Linked DNA regions of Mus musculus: region 1 is linked to region 2. Evidence: chromatin contacts called from public Hi-C data. All regions are on one chromosome and are shown on one strand. Each heading gives the region's core, a stretch centred on a gene start, on an enhancer-like site or on the middle of the called end of the contact. The rest is flanking DNA. Distances are from core to core; before and after follow the strand shown.

What was found. A called contact is a pair of places that touch in the nucleus more often than the background predicts.
Region 1: a Hi-C map of bone marrow-derived macrophages shows a contact between it and region 2, with 38 read pairs. The contact joins the enhancer-like site here to the promoter of Gpx3 in region 2. A contact is called at or near these places in 13 of 39 promoter capture datasets (embryonic stem cells, frontonasal cranial neural crest, hematopoietic stem and progenitor cells and 6 more), 1 of 15 datasets of contacts at CTCF or cohesin (embryonic stem cells), 6 of 484 Hi-C or Micro-C datasets (the CH12 cell line, bone marrow-derived macrophages and embryonic stem cells), 7 of 115 datasets of contacts at active chromatin or transcription factors (the 230-238 cell line, the HPC-7 cell line, double positive thymocytes and 2 more) and 4 of 9 other capture datasets (adipose tissue, liver, macrophages and 1 more).

The regions. Positions count from the first base shown.
Region 1 is chr11:54,982,682-54,987,332 of GRCm38.p6, forward strand. It overlaps Anxa6 (annexin A6), which reads right to left. Exons shown (of 26, transcript NM_013472.5): 21 at 4,370-4,387; 22 at 3,441-3,534; 23 at 2,395-2,490; 24 at 617-675. Among named protein-coding and RNA genes, the nearest start is that of Tnip1, 22 kb to the left of the region's middle. Within about 2 kb of position 1,595, at least 14 of the 459 cell types and tissues checked have an H3K27ac peak or open chromatin away from gene starts, as enhancers often do. A contact at or near this core is called in bone marrow-derived macrophages, where this site is marked.
Region 2 is chr11:54,901,571-54,906,478 of GRCm38.p6, forward strand. It overlaps Gpx3 (glutathione peroxidase 3), which reads left to right and starts at 1,284. Exons shown (of 5, transcript NM_008161.4): 1 at 1,284-1,482. The coding sequence starts at 1,396.

The DNA of each region.
Region 1 (4,651 bases), core at 345-2,844, 81 kb after region 2:
ATCTATAGGGGAAACTGATGCCCTCTTCAGGCAGGCAGTTGCAAATGCAGCAGAATACGCATACATTAAAAAAAAAAAAAAAAAGACAGAGGCTGGAGTGATGCAGCCAAACTGAAGACACACAAGGGGTTTCTGGCAGCTTCCGGGAGGCAGGAGAGGGGTAGCAGGAGAGGGATGGGAAGGAGCCAACCTTACCAATGCCTCGATTTTAGAACCATGAGAGATTACGTTTATGTCATTCAGTTTGTGGGAACTTGTTATACAAGTCCCAAAATACTAACACAGGATCTGGAATATGTGAGCACTAGGGCCCTCTCTCCTCTCCCTCCAGCTCTGTCACTTTCTACCTGTACACAGCATCTTGGGTACCAACAGCAATATTCTCTTAAGTTTTGGCAACTAGAAATCAATCATGATAGATATCCTGGGGATGGGGTGGGGGAGTGGGCATTAAAACACCCTTGACTGAGAAAGAAGACTACGTTTGGTCCAGAAGCAGGATGCTGATAAACAAGGTGGGGTAAAGAGCAGTCGGATGTCTCGTCTGGGGGAGGGTGCACATCTGTGCCTGTAGGTTTGGGAAAGGCAGTGCTGAGAAGCAGGTCAGGCGCCGTACCTTCATGGACTTGTACAGTTTATCAGCAAAGAAGAGAGGCTTGTTCTTGACACTCTGAACTGTAGGGGAGAAGAGAGAGAGGCAGGGCATCTGGTCAGAGGCTGTGTGCTCAGACCCTGGGCAGGGCTTTCTGTACTACAGCCACCAACCTTCCAACATACTTACTGCTACCAGCCTACTGGGTGGCTGCGGGTCACTGCTAACCGTCTGTCTTGGCAGTGCCACTTTACGACCCCCTCCACAAAGCTCCTTCCTTTTCTCCTCCCTCTGTCCACCTCTCTTTCTGTCTGAGAGCTGAATCTCTCCCGCGGTAAAGGAGCTTGTGGCTGACTGAGGTCAGCAGAATATTTAACTGGGGTTTAAGTCCTAAGGGATGCTGGATACAGGGCTGTCAATTTTGAGGGCATTCAGAGCGCAGGAGAAGATGGTTAAAGACTGAACTTTAGGGTCTAGAGAGATAGCTCAGTGGGTAAGAGCACTTATTGCTCTTCCAGAGGACCCAAGTTGGATTCCCAGCACTTGCTTTGGGCTGCTTACAACTGCCTATAGCTCTCTCTCTCTCTCTCTCTCTCTCTCTCTCTCTCTCTCTCACACACACACACACACACACACACACAAACAAAAAACCAGATTCTACTGTAGAGATTCAGATTCTAGAGACATTCTGAGCGGGGTGTGGTGTGTGTGAGTATGTAACAACTTCTGTGCCACTTGAGGACTGAGTAGAAAAGCCAGTGTTCATGTCCCACTACCGATATGCAGAAGCTGACACAGGTTCTGTGTTCTGCCCAGGGCATTTAGCATTCAAGTGACAGTTCCTGCTCAGCTCCTCTGCTTCCAATCACAATGCCTCACTGTAGGTGGTGAAGAGCTATTGTAAGCAACCCCTCCATTTATCTAATCTAAAACACTGTTCCTCCACGTTTTTTTTAGAATTCCTGAGATTCAAGATGCATTTTGCAGTTGATAGAGAATCTGAAAGCCTTCTATCGCCACCTGCTGGTAAGATCAGGTATCGACACGATGCAACAATATGCTTGTATGTATCCATATCTACACAGGGAGAAATGAGATCCAAAAGGGAAAGAGACCTTCTCAAACTCGAGACCTCCAGGCCACGAGGTAGCTTAGCAGGCTAAGGTCATTGACCTAAGAACCTAAGTTCAATTCCCAAGATCCACAGAGTAGAGAGAACCAACTCTCTAAAGTTTTCTGACTTCCACACACATGATATGGTGTGTGCATACCTGTACACATGTATTTATGTGTACACATACAACATAAATAATACAATGTAACAAAAAAATTAAAAAGCAAGAAGCTCAGAGACGAGGTCTCTGGGCTAAGGAGATAGCTCAGTGGCAGGCTGTGGTATGAGAGAATATGCCTAAGGCATGTCTAGTGTATACATGCAGGGTGTACCCTGTGAATGAACGCATCTTGCATGCTATGTATACGTGTCCTATGAGTCACATGTGTGCATATACAGTATGTCTCATGTGTGGTATATATGTACACAAACATACTCCAGTCCTGTGCAGCATTGCCCTTCTCTATGTCCTGGTCCTAACCCTGGGATGTTCAACCTGCCTCCATAGCCTTGAAGATGTCCTCAGGTTGTCCCCCCACAATCATGCCTTGGCGGGGGAGGTGATCTGAGGTAGTATTTAGCTCCCAGTATCAGCAGCAGAAGATGATGCTAAAGCCACATTCCTTTAGGGAAACTGCCCACATTCCCAGCAGTGCCCCAGTCCCTCCCCCGGGTGCCCGGTAATTACCGATGGCCACAAATGCGTCCTTGACATCCCCAGACATCTCCTTCTTGATGACATGCTCTATGTCATAGTTGGTCTTCTTGATGAACTCCTGGAAGACTGGTCAAGAGAATTGAGGGAGAGATGAACTCCACTGGGGAGGGTCACCTGACCTACCCCGTGAACCAGCCACAGTACATGCTGGGCACTGGGTAGGGCTCAGGTGACAGGCAGATTCTGGCCTTAGGGCTACTATAAGACTTGGAGCCGAGTAGGCCACACCAGTGCCTTTAAGTCTGGCCAGTAGCTCTAGCCCTTGGCAAGCTCTATTACCCCAGGCTGATGTGTAAAAGGAAATGCCCAGACCACCAGGGGGGCCTTGCTCTCTGGGTTCCCTCTTATTCCCTGACAGGATTGGATGGAACTTACTATATAATAATCAAAGTGACACCCAGTAGCCCCTTATGCCCTGCACAGACCGAGTACTTTATGTTTATTGTGAGTTTTGTATCCTAGCAACCATGTGAGGTACAACTAAAACCCCAATCCTTAGATAAGGGGATCAAGGCAGAAAGTCAGTCACCTGCTTAGCCACACAGCTGATAGGTAGGGGACTGGAATCGAGGCAATCCAGGGTTAAGCACAAAGCAGCCACGTGTTGAAAAGGACCGAGCAGGTACATGTGAGGCTACAAAGTCTCAGTGGGAAGGGACTTCAGGACTGGCACTGTACACCTCTGTGATGGGCTGGCCTACACCACCTCACCCCTCTCTGCTTTGTCCTGATGGATCATGGCAGCACACCTCAGAATCCTTAACCCTGCATGCTGATGAGGTGAAGCTAGCTAGCGATTCCTTATCCTAGGTGTGCCATCTGCCTTGCTAAGGAAGGGAAGGGAGCTGGCTGAGGAGAGGCCAGAGCTCTGGAGTCCCCCAACCCTCCACTACTGGAGTGAAGAGAAGGAATTAGGCACTTGGCTGGTCTGCTCTGCACAGAAGGTTGTAAGGCTCGGGTCATATTTGGGGCTCCCACTGCCACACTGGAAGGGGTAGAGGGTTCAACAGACTCACCTCTGCGCAGGTGGGGATAGCTACGGGTGCACAGGACGGTCATGAAGCGTGTCTCCAAGGAAGTTTTGTCTCCGCTGGGGGTGTCTGCTATTTCCTGCAGAGCCCGGTTGGGGCAAGGGTTTAGGGAAAGCCACGGGAAAGCCACAGTTAGCACCTACTGTCTCTGCTAAGGCTCAGGTTGCGGTGGGATCAATCACCCAAGGGCATTGAGGTTGGCCCCTTCTCCCCTCGGCCTGAGTACAGTGGTCATCCCATTTCCCTTTGAAGTCCTCAGGACCCCGGGGTGGGACTGGAGCTGGGTAGAGGGACTTGGTAATCCTATCCAGTCACCAGAGAATCTCTCTGGGGAGTATGGACATGTGTGTGAACAAGCAAAAATGTCCTAGCCGGTTTTCTCCAGTCCCAAGGGCACACCCGGTTTACTCTAGCACATTAAGGGTTCCAAAGGATCTCCTAGCCAGCTATGACCTTACTTAAATTCTCTCTAAAAAGCTCACTTTGGGCTTAAAAATAAAATTAAAATGATTTCGATTTAAAGGCAACGACCATAGCTGGTAATGATACAGCATAAATCAGGGTAGAGATGACCAGCTAAAGCTTAGGAAATATTTATTTGCCCCTGCCTGCCCCTTCTGAGACAGAGTCTCTCTCATGTAGTTCAGGCTGGCCTCAAACTCGATATGAAGCCGAGGATGGCCTTGAACTCCTGAACCTCCTGCCTCTGCTTGTCAAGTGCTGGATTATGATCATGCACTGCCACACCTGCCCGCCCTTAACCAACACAGTCCTTAAAAGGCCCTGAAGGGGAGAGAGAGAAGCTGTGGGGAAGCCCCCAATCACTGCCCCATCCTGTCCCACTCAGCCCAGCCCAGGCACAGCAAGACTTGACTTAGAAGCTGTTACCTCCCCGTGAAGGACAGAACACTCACCAAGATCTCAGCAGCCACCTGAGAGCGGGGAGGGGACAGAGGAGGGAGAGACGGGAGGCAAGAGTCAGAGCTCAGAGTGATTGGTTGGCTCAGATTGGCAGAAGTCCCAAGAGACCCCAGGGTCACAATGAAGAACTGGGAGGGATATCACCTTTTATAATCTCTGGGCTAGAATTCAGAGTGGAAGATAGGCCTGAAAATAATTAATTTTAAAATGTGGTTTTTCCAGAGGGGTAGTGATACTCTTCATACTCAGTAACTGAGGGTAGCCCGCAGGCCCTG
Region 2 (4,908 bases), core at 34-2,533:
AACCAGTTCGTTCCTTCCTTGCACCCTTGGTTCTGGAGATTAAACTCAAGTCATCAGTTGCAAGCCCTTTTATTACACAGCCTTGTGAGGGCTTTTACCTGCTGAGCCATCTCACCAGCCCCACCATAGAGCCAGGCCTTATGAGTGCAGAAAATTTCAAATTCCACGGGTCACATTAACTCCCTGAATCATAGTAAAAGCATGGTACTTCGAGGCATCTCTGAGTCAGGAACTTTTCAGAAGGCCACCTAATCTAGGACTCACACAACCAAGACTGGGGTCAGGGGCCTTCGAATCCCTTCTGCAATGAGTCTGAAGGCAGAGGCTCAACACAGTGGTTCTGATGTGCAGCCCAAGACTGTCCTAACAGCTCTCCAGCCCACTGTGGTAGCAAGGCAGGATGCACCAAACCTCTATTGCAGACCGGATTAAGCCTGGAAGCTCTCAATCTAGAGATGCCTGGCCTGACCTTATATGAAAGCACAAACAAATCTGATGATTTAATGATTGATTCAACAAATATTTAAACACCTGTTGTGTACACTCAAGAGACTCCTGGACTAGGCCTACTGCTTAGAAGCAAATCACATAGTCAGAGCCTGGGAGACCTTAGAGCTCATTAACCAATCCCATCATTATAGTAGAGGAAACTGAGGCTCAGAGAAGGGAAATAATGAGTTTAAGACCACAGAGATAGACACATAATTTTTATGTGCTAATTTAAAAAAAAGGTGGTGGTGGTGTATTTTCTGGTTCCTACTCTCCTGAGCTGTCACCCACAACCTAACCGAGAAGGCTGAATTTAAAATCACGTTCACAGATCCCTCTAGCTTGCTGATGCTGGGGATTGAATAAACCTATGGCCTCATGCGAGCTGGTCAAGTGCTGTACCACTAAGCTACATTCCCAGTTGGCGCAGGGTCTCAGTCTGTAGCTAAGGCTGCAGATTGCACTGAACCTACGCAATCCTCCTGTTTCAGCTTTTTGGATTCTGCGATTACAGGCGTGAGTCTCTACACCTGGCTCACACAGTGCTTATTATTTGCACTAACGGGTTCTATGTTAAGTCCTCGGGGCCCTAGGTTTTCAGAGCTTGGGGAAAAAAGCTGTGTCCTGGGTGTTGTCTAGAACCTTGGCCGCGCCCATCTCCTGTTCTTCCCAGGCAGCCGGGCCCCCTTCTCTTCCTCCTAGGCTTGTGTCACCGTCGCCCCGGTCTGGGGAGAGGAGGAAAAAGGGGCGGGTATGTCTTGCCCTTTAAATCTTAACCGCGTTGCCATTGGCTAGGAAGCCCCCGCCTGGCTGCGGATTGGCCACAGTGGATGGCTTGAAATGTGGCTGAGCGCTTCGGACACCTCAGACGGACGGTGGCCACCCCAAGACGCGCCCCAGCCCGCCATGGCCCGGATCCTCCGGGCATCCTGCCTTCTGTCCCTGCTCCTGGCCGGGTTTGTTCCGCCGGGCCGGGGACAAGAGAAGTCTAAGGTGAGTGAACCTCCGGAGCTCAAGAAGAGTCCATGGCACCCAGGTGTCCACTGCGCGACTGGGAGAGCCACTGCTTCCCCAGAGGCACCGAGAGCCTCACTTGTAACCCTCGGTCTCTGCGCTCTTCCAACACAGACCCGCGTGCTTCAGAGGGCAGTACTAACCCAGGAGGGCAGTCTTTCCCGAGTTTATACATTTTCTTCCACTGTCATCTTGGGGTCGCTGGTGGCCACAATCCTGAAAAAAAATTGCCGGGGAAGAGGGTGGGCCGATGGTTTCTTCACTCATCCCAGGGCGCTGGAGGCAGAGATCTGTGACAGGAAGAATTTTTATTTGGGGGCGCATCCCTTTCTGGGCCTCAGTTTCTCCATCAGCAGGGCGTAGCTGGAGAGGATGGCTGGAAGGCTATGGAACCCTGCAGTTGCTTTCCCTATTCACAGTTCACTGGCCTGCCATGCATGGAGCAGACACTGTAGCTAGAGAAGCCAACCCAGGCCAGGAAGTCTTCTGGAGCTTCATCTCTCCTAGTCTAGCTGTGGTACCCTGAACTGGAATAGAAATGGCGAGCCTGAGGGCAGATGCCCCGGCATGCTTATCTTCTTGGTCAGGCCTGTGCTGGGTGGGCTCTGTAGGCCTCTCCTCTTCCCTAGGGTGAGAATGCAGAAAGCATGAACCCAAAGAAAGAGACTGTGGTCCCCAACTTCACACACACCATGCACACCATGCACCCCTGCACACTTGCATGCGTGGGCACAAAACTGGGTAGGCTCTAGCTTTGAGTTTCTAAAATCCTCAGGGTCTTCCTTCTAAGATCTTGTATGTCCGAGAGAGAGAGAGAGAGAGAGAGAGAGAGAGAGAGATTGATTAGGGGGTGTGGTGTGGAGATGGGGTGGGGGTGGACGGGGGCACTAGCCCTGTGCCTTTAGTGTGGGAACTGCTTGGGTTGGGGGTTGAATCCTGTCCTGAGGAGGCTGCAGGAAAGCACACTGGCCTTGTGCTGTCCATAGAATGAAGGAGAGATGGGTGAGTTCAGAGGGAAGAGAGAGAGCAGTCTAGAAAAGTCTTAGGGTGTGGTGTTATCTTATCTCATAACTAGCTGAAGCTTCTGGCTCCTCACAGCCCAGGCATGCCCATCTGAGCTCCCAGGTCCTTGGAGTTAACACATTACAGCTCTGGCTTCTGGGATTCAACTGCTTGCCTGGATCCAACTTCAGAACAAGGGAACAGGGAGGGGACGTGTGCAGACCCAGTGTGATAAAGCCACTGAAAGATGTCCTCTACACTCAAAGGGAGGGGCAAGGACAGGGAAAGCCTCTGTCTGGTCCAGGTTACAGCTGCAGAAGGCTTTGCATAGCTGTGGACTACCAGCTGCTGACGTGGCATCCTAGTAACCACTGGTTTCTAGGTGACTGACTGCACAAGGCAGAGAGCATCATGGGAGCACAGGCTGACGTCAAGGCTGAAAGGCCTTAAGTGGACCTGAATCCCACTCCATCTTACAGTTGACAGGCTGGAATCCTGAGAAGGGGGAGGGATGGTCACACACTGCCAGAGGCCCAGCTGGGTCCAGCTGCCATCTCCAACCTCTCAGACCTGTCATGCTCCCAACATCTCACCAATGGGTGTAGGAAGATGGAATAGGGAAGACATGGACCAGTAGTAGCCCTAGGCATCCAGGAAGCTTAGCTCAGTGTATTCCCCCCCAGCCCCACCCCTTTTGTTCCTCGTTCCCTTTCAGTACTCTTCTCTGGCCTCCCTGGTGGAGGAATAGGGCTATGGGATTCTATGAACCCAGAGGAAGGAAGCTGGGGGTGGGGGTGGGGTTGGGGACTCAATTGGTGAGTATAATCTATGGCTCATTTATCAAGACCACCCTCCGACCTATGCTAGCCTGGGCCCCCAGCATGAGCCCTATTCTCCTCCCATAGAAAGCATGGCAGTTGCCATTATTCATTTCTTAGGGCAGCTAGCACACAATTAAGGCCTCTCTGTACTATGACCCTTCCAGGCCTTTGGCCCTTGCTGCAGGTAATCTCCATGTCCTGCTGGCCCAAGCCTGTTTTCATCTGTCAGTAGTTTCTCAAAGTCATTTTGAGTGTTGGGATGACAATTCGATGAGTAAAATCATTGTTATGGAAGCAAGAGGATCTGAGTTCAAATCCCCAGCATCCATGAAAAAGCCAGGTATGGCCACACACGTGCCAACAATGGTGAGGTGGTGGGGCAGAGACTGGCAGATTCAGGAGCTCATCACCAGCAGAGTCAAACACTGAGCACAGCTGACAGGGTCAGCAACATGGCTCTGGGGTGACGATGCTTGTAACCAAGCTTGAGACCTGAGTTTGATTCCTAGAACCCACATGTAGGAACTCACTGGGTCTTCCCAGCTGTCCTTTGATCTCCACATGCTGTGACATCCTCCCCCAAATAAGTGAATAAATGTAATGAAATAATTTAATAGAGAAACTCTCACGATTTTCTTCTTTGGCTTCCACATGTAACTGGCTAGACACACAGCCAAACAAAACAGCAACAAACACACACTTTTGAGAGGCAAATGGAATTAACCTCTCAGACCAAAGCCCAAAGGATTAAGATGGTTTGCTCAGGGCCACACAGCCGGTAAAGATAACCGAGTCTTACTCAAGGGTCTCCTCATGTCCCCTTCCTTAAGACTATCCGGAGAAGCTGGACCCACGGGTGTTTCCCATTATTCAGTGAGCCTCTGGGATCTCCTCCCCACATCTGAGATTCAGCTTGGTATGAAGGTGAAGCGCCATGCAGGGAGGTAGCAGGGTTGTATCTCACTGTTTTTACTATGTTGCTCTTGTTGAGGCAAGGTATCTCAACGTAGCCCAGGCTAGCCCTAAACTTTCCACCTCCTGTTCCAGCCTCTGATGCTGGCCTTACTGATGTGTGACCCCCAAGCCTGAGGCTGTTTGCCTTTTAGGGTGGAAGTGATCTCAGCTGGGGCTTCAGAAGCCTGGGGCAGGGCTGTCCAGCTGAGCATTCAGTCTAACACTCGCAGTATTTAGACTCCCGGAAAGCAGGGACTTTGCACCCCAGCCAGGAGAGCTGTCAGCTGTCAGGGATGACCCAGCAAAGGCAGCCAGGCTCACTCGGCTGGCTAGCCAGGCCTGCAGTGATAGAGGCATTCCACTGTACCCCACTGGGGCACCTGCCCTGCTGCCTGGATGACTCCTTCACCCAGTGAGGCTGAAGGCCTTGCTTGGGCAGCACGTTTTCTAGACCCAGAGGGAAGAGTACCTTCCTATGAGGCTCTCCCACTTCAAGAGGAGCCCTGGAGTTTTGCTGTCCCTGTTGGGGGTGAGGTGGGGTGGGGATGGGTCCCTTTCCTCCTGTTTCAGTTAAAAATAGCTAGTCCAGCGTAATAGGGAGGCTGGGGAGGAGAAATGATCAAGATAG